Regions from separate parts of the Mus musculus genome. Here region 2 is linked to region 1. A link is a contact called in public promoter capture Hi-C data. All regions are on one chromosome and are shown on one strand. The core of a region is the stretch at or near the end of the contact, and the rest is flanking DNA. Distances in the headings are between cores, read along the strand shown. Region 1 holds the start of Cops4 (COP9 signalosome subunit 4). Region 2 holds the start of Tmem150cos (transmembrane protein 150C, opposite strand).

Region 1 (4,500 bases), core at 719-3,218:
TTTGAACAGTGTGGATAACCTCTACTTTACTTTGTTTGCCTTGCTCATGTCCAAAGAGAGAACATGCCATTTGTAACATGCCAAGATGGCTAAATGCTTCAAGTTAGTATTTGTTGTAGGTAAGTCTGCAAGAAATTGCAATCCTAAATATATCTGACTGGAAGACAAAATACTAGAATTCTCCTGTTCAGGATGATTTGGGAATATCTGCCAAAAAATGTGTATGCATCCTGACTCACTTTGGGGAATGTATTTTACTTGCACACATCTTAAATCATGCACATATAAGTTCATTCACTGCACCATTGGCTGCTCTATAAAAAACGTTCTTCATATGTCCTGTATGTTGTAACATACCTTTGCTACTTTAAAAATAATGACAGAAATAATAATGTCTTATATGACTAGGTCACCAGAAAAAAAGAGAAAACTCTAAAGGAGAACAATAAGGCATGTTACTTTCTGTGAAAGGAAGCGAATACAAAAACCTTGCATTTATCAGATTGTATTTTTGGAAAGAAGTTTTGTAAGAAAACATGAATAAGAAATGTAACCACATGTAAATGCAGGATGATCACATACCTTGTCACTCGTGAAACAGGTTCTCAATTGAAGGGCAGTATTACTAATCACTTCAGAACAATAGATGAAAATCAGCATTGTCTGAACAAAGTGGTATGTATAACCAACACTTTAAAAAGATACAGGGTGTATCAAGGAATGCACATATATAGTCCAAAGGTATATGTGTATGTGTGTGTGTGTGCACATTAATCTGTATTACATCTTAGAGCTTTGTGGGACAGGGTCTCTAGTAATCCCAGCTGGCTTCCAAGTCGATAGGATCAGGGGTATAGACTTGAACTCCTGATTCCCTAGCCTCCACTTCTGGAGTGCTAGTATTACGGTGACCACCATGAAACCTAGCTATTTATTTGTTTATAAGGGGAATGTGCCAAAAGCAGTCCACTATGATCATAAACTGTGCAGTTGAGTTTCCTCCCAAGTGGAAAAAACGCAGACATCGGCACACTTAGATGCCAGTGACTCATCGTGGGAGGAGCATATTCTTGATCGTGGTATACTCTTTCCCAGGTAAATGATCTGAAGAACCAGCCTGTCTCCATTTCAGACTTAAAAGCCATCTTATATAGTAAAGACAGATTAGGTTCCTTTCTGTTTACCATTAAACCTCTGTTCCAGACAAACTAGGTTCTTTCTTGTTTATGACTAAACCTTTGTTTGTCAGACATTGGGCTATTCTCCACCTGTAACCTTAACTACAAAATGTTCTGCACTGCCTGTTCCAGGAATAGAAGTCATGTCTTTGCTTCAAGAAGTGGTTTATAACCACCTTGGAGCCTTATCTGCTGCATAGGTTCCATGACCACCTATGACTACCTTGTTATGGCTACCTGTTGTGTTACCTTGTTTTGCTCGCCGCCTAGTTTGCCCGCCAAATCTCCGATATGGAACCCCTTACCCCTGAGCTATAAACACCTTGTCTTCCTTGAATCCAGGGCTGACCTACTGAACTCCACCTTAGGGGAAGGCAGCTTGTGTACACGAATAAAAAAGCTTGCTTTCATGGATTGCTTGTTGTAATTTGTTGTAAAATGATGATTTGGGTCTGTTGTATTTTTCCTCTTATCTTTGGAATTGACATTCCGTGTGTGTGTGTTGGTTGGTTTTTGTTTCTTTTTTCTTCAGTGTTGGACTATAGTGAATTGGAAGTAACTCTTTACATAGGTCGTTTAAGTGATGCCTTAAAGAACGGAGCGGAGAACGATAATAATCAGTCCCGGAACTTAGGGAAAACGTCGTCCTTTGACTTGCCGGGCCTTTACTGAAGTTGCACAAAGTACACGCCCTCAAGTTCTTCAGCCAATCCCAGGTCGGAGCGTGAGCGCCTGCGTCTCTCGGGAGACCTGGGCGGTCCTCAAACCGGAGGAGAGGAGTCTGGTGTCACTCAACTCGGAGGGCGGAGCTAATTCCTGCTCCCCTATCCGGCGCTCTGGCCCACAGAGACGCTGCTCTATGGCACCTCGCGTCCCCTCTGCCCGCCTCCTGGAGGACCACGCTCGTTTTCTTCTTGGCAGCGAGAGGTCCCGCAGCCGTGGCTGAGCTGGAGGAAAGATGGCGGCTGCCGTGCGACAGGATTTGGCCCAGCTCATGAATTCAAGCGGCTCTCATAAAGATCTGGCGGGCAAGTGAGTATTTCTTAGGAGTACAGAGGTAGGAAGGAAGCCGCAAGTTTATCTTCCCAGAGGCGACGGGCGCTCCGGGGCGTGAGGCTCGAGCTAGGCCTGACTCAGGGGGGCGGGCCTGAACTCGGCTGTGGCGGTAAATGTTGGGAGCAACAGAAAGCTGTAGGGACGGTATGCTGGGGTCCTGACCGTCCCAGGACCCCAGGTGGCTGCCAGCTTCTTAAGTCCTTGATAACGCCCTCTGCGGGTTCTTTTGGCTTCTGGAAGCGAGGTAAGAAAGATGACGGCTCGCCCGGCGGTGGGCGCCTTCCTTAGAGTCTCTTCGGCGAGCCCGACACACCGAGTTTGACTTCGGTTCGCTGCCGCCCCTGCCTTCGCCGTGTTGGAGGTAAATTTATATTCTGGACTTTGATGCAGACTTTTATTTCGAAGAGATGGCTTTCCAGGATTGATAGGGGCAGAGGAGGTATGGATGCTGTCATGTGGTCCAGAACTTCTCTCAGTTCATAGCGTGTGTGGGTCCTTATGTTCTGGATACTCGCAGTCTGTCACCAACTCTGGAGAAGAGAACACAGGCAGAATGTCCTCGGGCTCAGGATGTCTAGAACAGTGATATTTCCAGGGTCTGCTAAGGAATTTTGTCGAAACCTTAGGGTGCTTAGAGCCACGACAGGTCAAAAATTGGGACATGTTTCAGTCCCCTCAAGCAGTTGTTGAACAGCTGTAGTCTTCTTTGTGTAGATTTTTCACAGTTTTGCCTTCTAATGAAAGTATGCCTTCAATTGGCCCTAACATTTACACCTCACAGCTGAGGGCATGTTGATCTAATTAATGAAATATTCTTGCTCAAACCTGCACATTGAAATGGTGTGTGTGTTGTGTGGCCGCTGTGCTGGGCTTTTCTGTGTAGAAAGTACAGTCTACCTTATTAGTGGGAAATTTAGTTGTATAACCTGGGCTTAACTACATCATTCTTTATTTTTCCGCTTTAAAAAAATGGAAGGGTAATCGTGAGGCTTAGTCTTATCTGATTTCAAAATGAGCATGTGTCTATGTACTAATTACACTTCAATAACTGAGCACAGTCCCTGGTATCTGGAAAATGTCATAATGTTGTTATGAAGCAGTCAGTAAGTACATACGACTTATTCCAGGGGTTGGAAATAGTTCATTTATGTCTTCATCGTTTGGTTGTTTTTCCATGTATTAATACTTTTATAGCTTTGGATAGAAGTCAAACTAGCTTATGTATTCCCTTATATTTCCTTTGTTTTTTTCTCTCTTTATTACAGAAAATGTAAGTTCATTAATTATCAGCTAAGATGCAGGTGTTAGAACTTGAAAATCTTGTGGAACTTCATTACTATTTATCTCTCTAGCCCGGAATTAGAAATGAACAGTAGCATGTCTCCAATAGGGTGTTTCTTTTGCCTGTTGTAGCTAAATAAGTACACAATTGAGTAATATAAAAGTGACACCCCCCACCCCCCACCCCGGGATTCTGTATGTTGCCTGGCCTGTTTTCTTGATCTTACCTGGTTCAGTTACGCAGATTAATTTGGCTAGCAGATGCACTAGGGCTGGCCACGTGTAGATAGATACCTGGCAGTTGGCTGGATCTTTTATTCTCACTACATGGTTTAGCTTTGGCTTTTTTTTCTGGGACTTCCTGCATCAGAGTGTTCTAACAGGGTGAGAGTGGAAGCTGTAAGGCATAAGGCTAGTCTGACAAGTCTCACATCAGTTCTGTAATACCAATGAAAGCAAGTAGCGAGACCAGTCCAGATTCCAGGGGAAAGGAAATGGAATATATCACTAACTCTTTAGAAGCAAAGTGGTATTTTGCAGGAATATGAATGGAGGGTGGAGTGCCAGCCTACCAAGTGGATTTCCTTAAGAGGAAATGAAATACTTTGCTTGATAATGGATAGCCCATGCAGTGTTAGTTGGCACCCTCTCAACATTGCTTTCTTTCTTAAGAATTAGCTTATTATTTTTATTTATGTGTATGTGTGCCGTGTGTGCAAATGCCTATGGGTGTTCAAAGAGGGAGTGCATCCCCCTGAACCTGGAGTTACAGGTGGTGCTGAGCCACCTGGGTGGATGCTGGGAATTGAACTCAGGTCCTCTGGAAAAGCAGCAAGCATTCTGTTAACCACTGAGCCATCTCCAGGCTTCAGTGCTTTTTTTCTGAGGATATTCTTGGCCTTCCCTTTAGGTATTTACCTAGTACTATCTGGTAAGAATGTGTCAGAATTTACTTTCATAACAACACAGTTCTGCCAGCCACATA
Region 2 (4,642 bases), core at 259-2,758, 440 kb before region 1:
GTGAACTCAGAGCCGGTGACAGTGACACAAGGCCTGTGTAGGTTCAAACCAGACAACATCCCAGCCCTGAGGAAGGAGAGCAGACAAAAAGTCCTTCCTACTCCTAACCAGGAAGATACCCATAACTGGTATTTTCTGGGACACACAGCTTCCTCAAATGGAGTGTCATTGGGTATGTCAACAACACAACTGGGCAGATTCCATGTGCTAACACACGTACACACAAACACCCCACGTCCTTTTGTGAGATCTCTGCATACTGGCTGGTTTTGTGTCAACTTGACACAGGCTGGAGTTATCACAGAGAAAGGAACTTCAGGTGGGGAAATGCCTCCATGAGATCCAGCTGTAAAGCATTTTCTCAATTAGTGATCAAGGTGGGAGGGTCCCTTGTGGGTGGTGCCATCCCTGGGCTGGTAGTCTTGGGTTCTATAAGAAAGCAAGCCGAGCAAGCCAGAAGAAGCAAGCCAGTAAGTAACATCCCTCCATGGCCTCTGCATCAGCTCCTGCTTCCTGACCTGCTTGAGTTCCAGTCCTGACTTCCTTTGATGATGAACAGCAGCATGGAAGTGTAAGCTGAATAAACCCTTTCCTCCCCAACTTGCTTCTCGGTCATGATGTTTGTGCAGGAATAGAAACCCTGACTAAGGGGCTGGTAAGATGGCTCAGTGGGTAAGAGCACCCGACTGTTCTTCCGAAGGTCCAGAGTTCAAATCCCAGCAACCACATGGTGGCTCACAGCCATCTGTAACAAGATCTGACGCCCTCTTCTGGAGTGTCTGAAGACAGCTACAGTGTACTTACATATAATAAATAAATCTTTAAAAAAAAAAAAAAAAAAAGAAACCCTGACTAAGACACTGCGTTTTGCCTTACTGGTTTTCTTTTTAGTTTGCTTTGATTTTAGCTTCTTATGAAGAGAGAAATTGGACGTGGGGGTGGGGAAGATCAGGGAGGAGAGAAAGAATATGCTAAAACTTTATTGTACAAAAAATATTTTCTCAGACAAGATGTTTGGCTTTCGATTCCATTCCTGCCATGGAATTCCTAACACCCATAGGACAGAACAGCAGTGTTTTATTCATAATGAACATCTTCTGTTTGTACCAGACTTCATGCTACTGAGGTAACTTTAGGATGAGGCTGCTCACCAGGTGCTTAGACCTCCAGCCTACCTACTTCCGGGAGGTTGGGGGGCAGCTGGGATGGAGAGCCTGGGGTGCACTGAGGGCAAGGGAGCCAGCCCCAGGCCTGCCTTCTTCACCCATGCACCTCTTCCATTTGACTGATCCTGAACTGTATCCGTCACAATAGAATGAGCATTAAAGAACGTGTTCTGCAAGCTATCCACAGCAAGCACGGACGTGTACGTGCACACCCACGAAGAACTGTTAGTGTAAGAAACAAGGAAGTCAGGATTTAGCATAAAACCCCTTTATTCAGTGGCCAGGTCCCAGTGAGTAATGTCAGTATTGGCTGGATGCTGCTGCTGCCGCTGCTGCTGCTGCACACTCTTAAGAACGCAGAGAAGTGTGTCACCGAAAGCTCTTTACTTGGAGTGTGGAGAGTAAAATAAAACCGTTTGTTCTTTGATAAAAATCTTTAAAATAGAAAAGTGAAAAGGAGGAAAGAAGAGAAACCTCATAGCAGTTTCAAAACTAACAGACATCCCCCTGGAGTATTTACGGTAAGACGCCTTTTTTAATAAGAGAATACTCTACTCGAGGCTTTCTCACACCACTGGGGGCTTTTCACTCCCTGCCCTGCCCTGCCCTGTAGTGATGAGTCCTCCCCCTCCTTCTTCACTCTGTCTTCCACTCTGTCGTTTGTCTCTGAATCTCTTTGATGCTCCTCACCTCCACTCAGAAACGAGCAGCAAATCTGTTCATTTGGACATTTACTGTGTGCTCGTGCTCGGCGCTATGCTGGGGGGCGGAGATTTAGCATTTGAACCCTTCCTTGGGAAGCTATACTTCAGGGTGAATTTACAAAACAACGTTTTCCACATTACATTCCGGGCTGTCTGAGCCCCCTAGGAGTTTGGAGAGTTTTTTGAAACAATGTGGGAGGGGGTGCTTGTGACTTGGTTGGGGAGGGGGTGCTTGTGACTTGGTTGGGGAGGGGGTGCTTGTGCACTTGGTTGGGGGAGGGGGTGCTTGTGCACTTGGCACTCTGTTGTTGGCACAGGGATCTAGGATGGCCTTGAACTCCTGCACCTCTGGGCTCATCTCCGAACAGCTTAGCAGTATTGCAGCTCCATTTGTGCCAATGTGATTTGCGGGAGGGCGATGTTTTTAATTTGCTTCTATAACTTCCAAATTTAATTTAAAGTCCCCAGTCCTCAAACTATAAAATTTGAGCAACACACGGATGTTAAAATCTCCCCTGGGTTGGACTAGCAGCAAGAGGGCTAACCTCCTGTCTTTCCTCAGAGCCCTCATACCTTTCACCTCCATGTAGATTTCTTTTGCGATTCTTCGAGAATCTTTTTTTCTTATTATTTCTTCAGATATAAATTAAGCTTGCACGTATACCCCTTTCATACTTGAAGCCAAAACAAGGTTCTTGCCTTTGGTCCACACCTTTGCCCACGAGGCCTACATAGACCCGTGAGAGTGGCACTTCAAAAAGAAAATGCAAACTGGAACTGTGGGTGATGCACTGTGGAAGGAAAAACCAAGCCACGCCCTCTCAGCCGTACCTCGTGCCATTCGCGGCTGACTGTCCCCGGTAGCATTCACGTTTGGAGATCTTCCTCAGGCAGAGTGACTCAAGTCCAAATGCTGGTGGCCGGCTTCTTTCCCGCTCACTCTCTGTAGCATGCTTCTCTCTCTGGATCCACAAAGCCGACCGCTGAACAGTGATGATGTCAGACTGATGGGAAAGCTCTGCCCACGCCTCTCAGGCCACGGCCAGCTTTAGTGCGGGGTGCATGCAGCCAGATGCTCCTAGGTTTCCACTCAAGTTCCCCTCGTGCTCGCCTCAAACCCTTCCAACCTGAAGGCGACTTAGGGAGCTGGCTTGACTCTCACTTTACATTCGGCCGGCCTTACTTTGCAGGAGGAAGATGCCAGGTTGGAACCGGGAAAAGGATGAGAAGCGCAAGGCCTGCTGGGAGGGCGTGGGGGGCGGGGAGGTGGTCATGCACAAGCTTCTGGCTCTGTCGTGCATGTTTTCGGTGTGACAGCGTGTATTTCCATACATGAGGGCTTGTGCTTGTTCAAGAAAGAAGTAACCTGCCCTGAAAAGCTCTTCTGTCAGATATGGCCGTGAGTGTGCATCCGTGTGTGTGTGTGTGTGTGAAAAGCATCGTGAGGTGATGTGTCGAGTCCCGTGAGTGTATCCTCCTGGCCCCTCCCCTGTTGCCACACCCACCGCACCCCCAAGGACAAACTGTTGCTACACCTGATCCGTCTGATATTCAGAAGCTTCTGACAGGCTTTCTGAGAAGCTCAGGAAGTTCTCTTGGTACTCGGAGCACACAATCTCATAGCGGTAGTGCCGGAACTCCACAGCCAGGGTGCCAAAGTACGCCAGGAAGCACATGACCAGGCCCCACTGGACCCTGGCTGCGTACATGTGGATATCTTGGGCCATCAGGATGAAATCTAGGGCACAGGAGTTAAGGAAGGTAATCGGGCATAACCACATTAGTCTTCCCATCACTGGGCAAGCTAACAGCAGCAGGGCTCGCTGAAGCTGATAATTGCATGTGGTATTAGACTGTATTGAGCTGTGTGCCGCGCTGGGCATGCTTCTAGATGTGTTCACAGATGATCTCCTGTAACATCACTGAGAGTCAAGAAATGGAGGCCAAGTGGGGAGCTTGCTGGAAGTCACTCATACAGGCACGAGTTGGTGGATTTACACAATCCACCAATCTTGGCCACCTATCACACCCCCAAGGACAAACTAATGGGCTACACCTGATCGGTCTGATATTCAGAAGAGGGCATTAGGTCTCAGGAACTGGAATTATGAGTGGTTATGCGCCCCACATGCATTCTGGGAACTGAACCCTGGTCCTCTGAAAGATCAACCGTGTTCTTAACCATGGAGCCATCCTCTCAGCTTCCATGGAGCTCATTTAGCACCCACATGGTGGCTCAAAGCCATCTGTAATTCCAGTACTAAATAAAGCACGATGCCCTATTATGACCTCCAAAGGCACCAGGTATAAAGTTGGTTCACATATATTCAAGCATGCACACATGCAGGCAAAGCAGTCATACATGTAAAAATAAACTTAAAATCTAAAAACTTCTGAAAAAAACCCAAAATAATCTCAAAAGACCAATAAAATATTAGATGACAGTCCTTTCCCTAAATGTGTATATACCCATATCAAAGAAATATATATGTGTGTAATACATATAGTGTGTGCACACACATATGACCATGGATATGGAAGTATGGGGGCTGAGCAGAGAGCAAAAGCTCACAGCATGTTTTGGTGAAATACAAACAGTCTAAGAACCAAAAACATTTGTTCAGAAAAATCAGATATGCCCCCTGGATTTATCTGTGGACTTAGACCCGTGCTCTGTCTTTAATGCACAGACCTATCTTCAGGGACTTCCAGAGACTGCAAGAGCAGGTGGAACTACTTCAGCAATCTTTACTCTCCTGATTCAACCTGGAT

The links. Promoter capture Hi-C pulls out the DNA fragments that hold promoters and counts their contacts.
Region 2: a promoter capture Hi-C map of embryonic stem cells shows a contact between it and region 1. The contact joins the promoter of Tmem150cos here to the promoter of Cops4 in region 1. A contact is called at or near these places in 3 of 39 promoter capture datasets (embryonic stem cells and hippocampal neurons) and 1 of 484 Hi-C or Micro-C datasets (embryonic stem cells).

What each region holds. Positions count from the first base shown.
Region 1 is chr5:100,516,341-100,520,840 of GRCm38.p6, forward strand. Cops4 (COP9 signalosome subunit 4) reads left to right here and starts at 1,969. Exons shown (of 10, transcript NM_012001.2): 1 at 1,969-2,210. The coding sequence starts at 2,137.
Region 2 is chr5:100,076,454-100,081,095 of GRCm38.p6, forward strand. It overlaps Tmem150cos (transmembrane protein 150C, opposite strand), which reads left to right and starts at 1,509. Exons shown (of 5, transcript NR_045993.1): 1 at 1,509-1,687. Tmem150c (transmembrane protein 150C) reads right to left here. Exons shown (of 8, transcript NM_001382851.1): 8 at 1,419-3,608. The coding sequence ends at 3,400.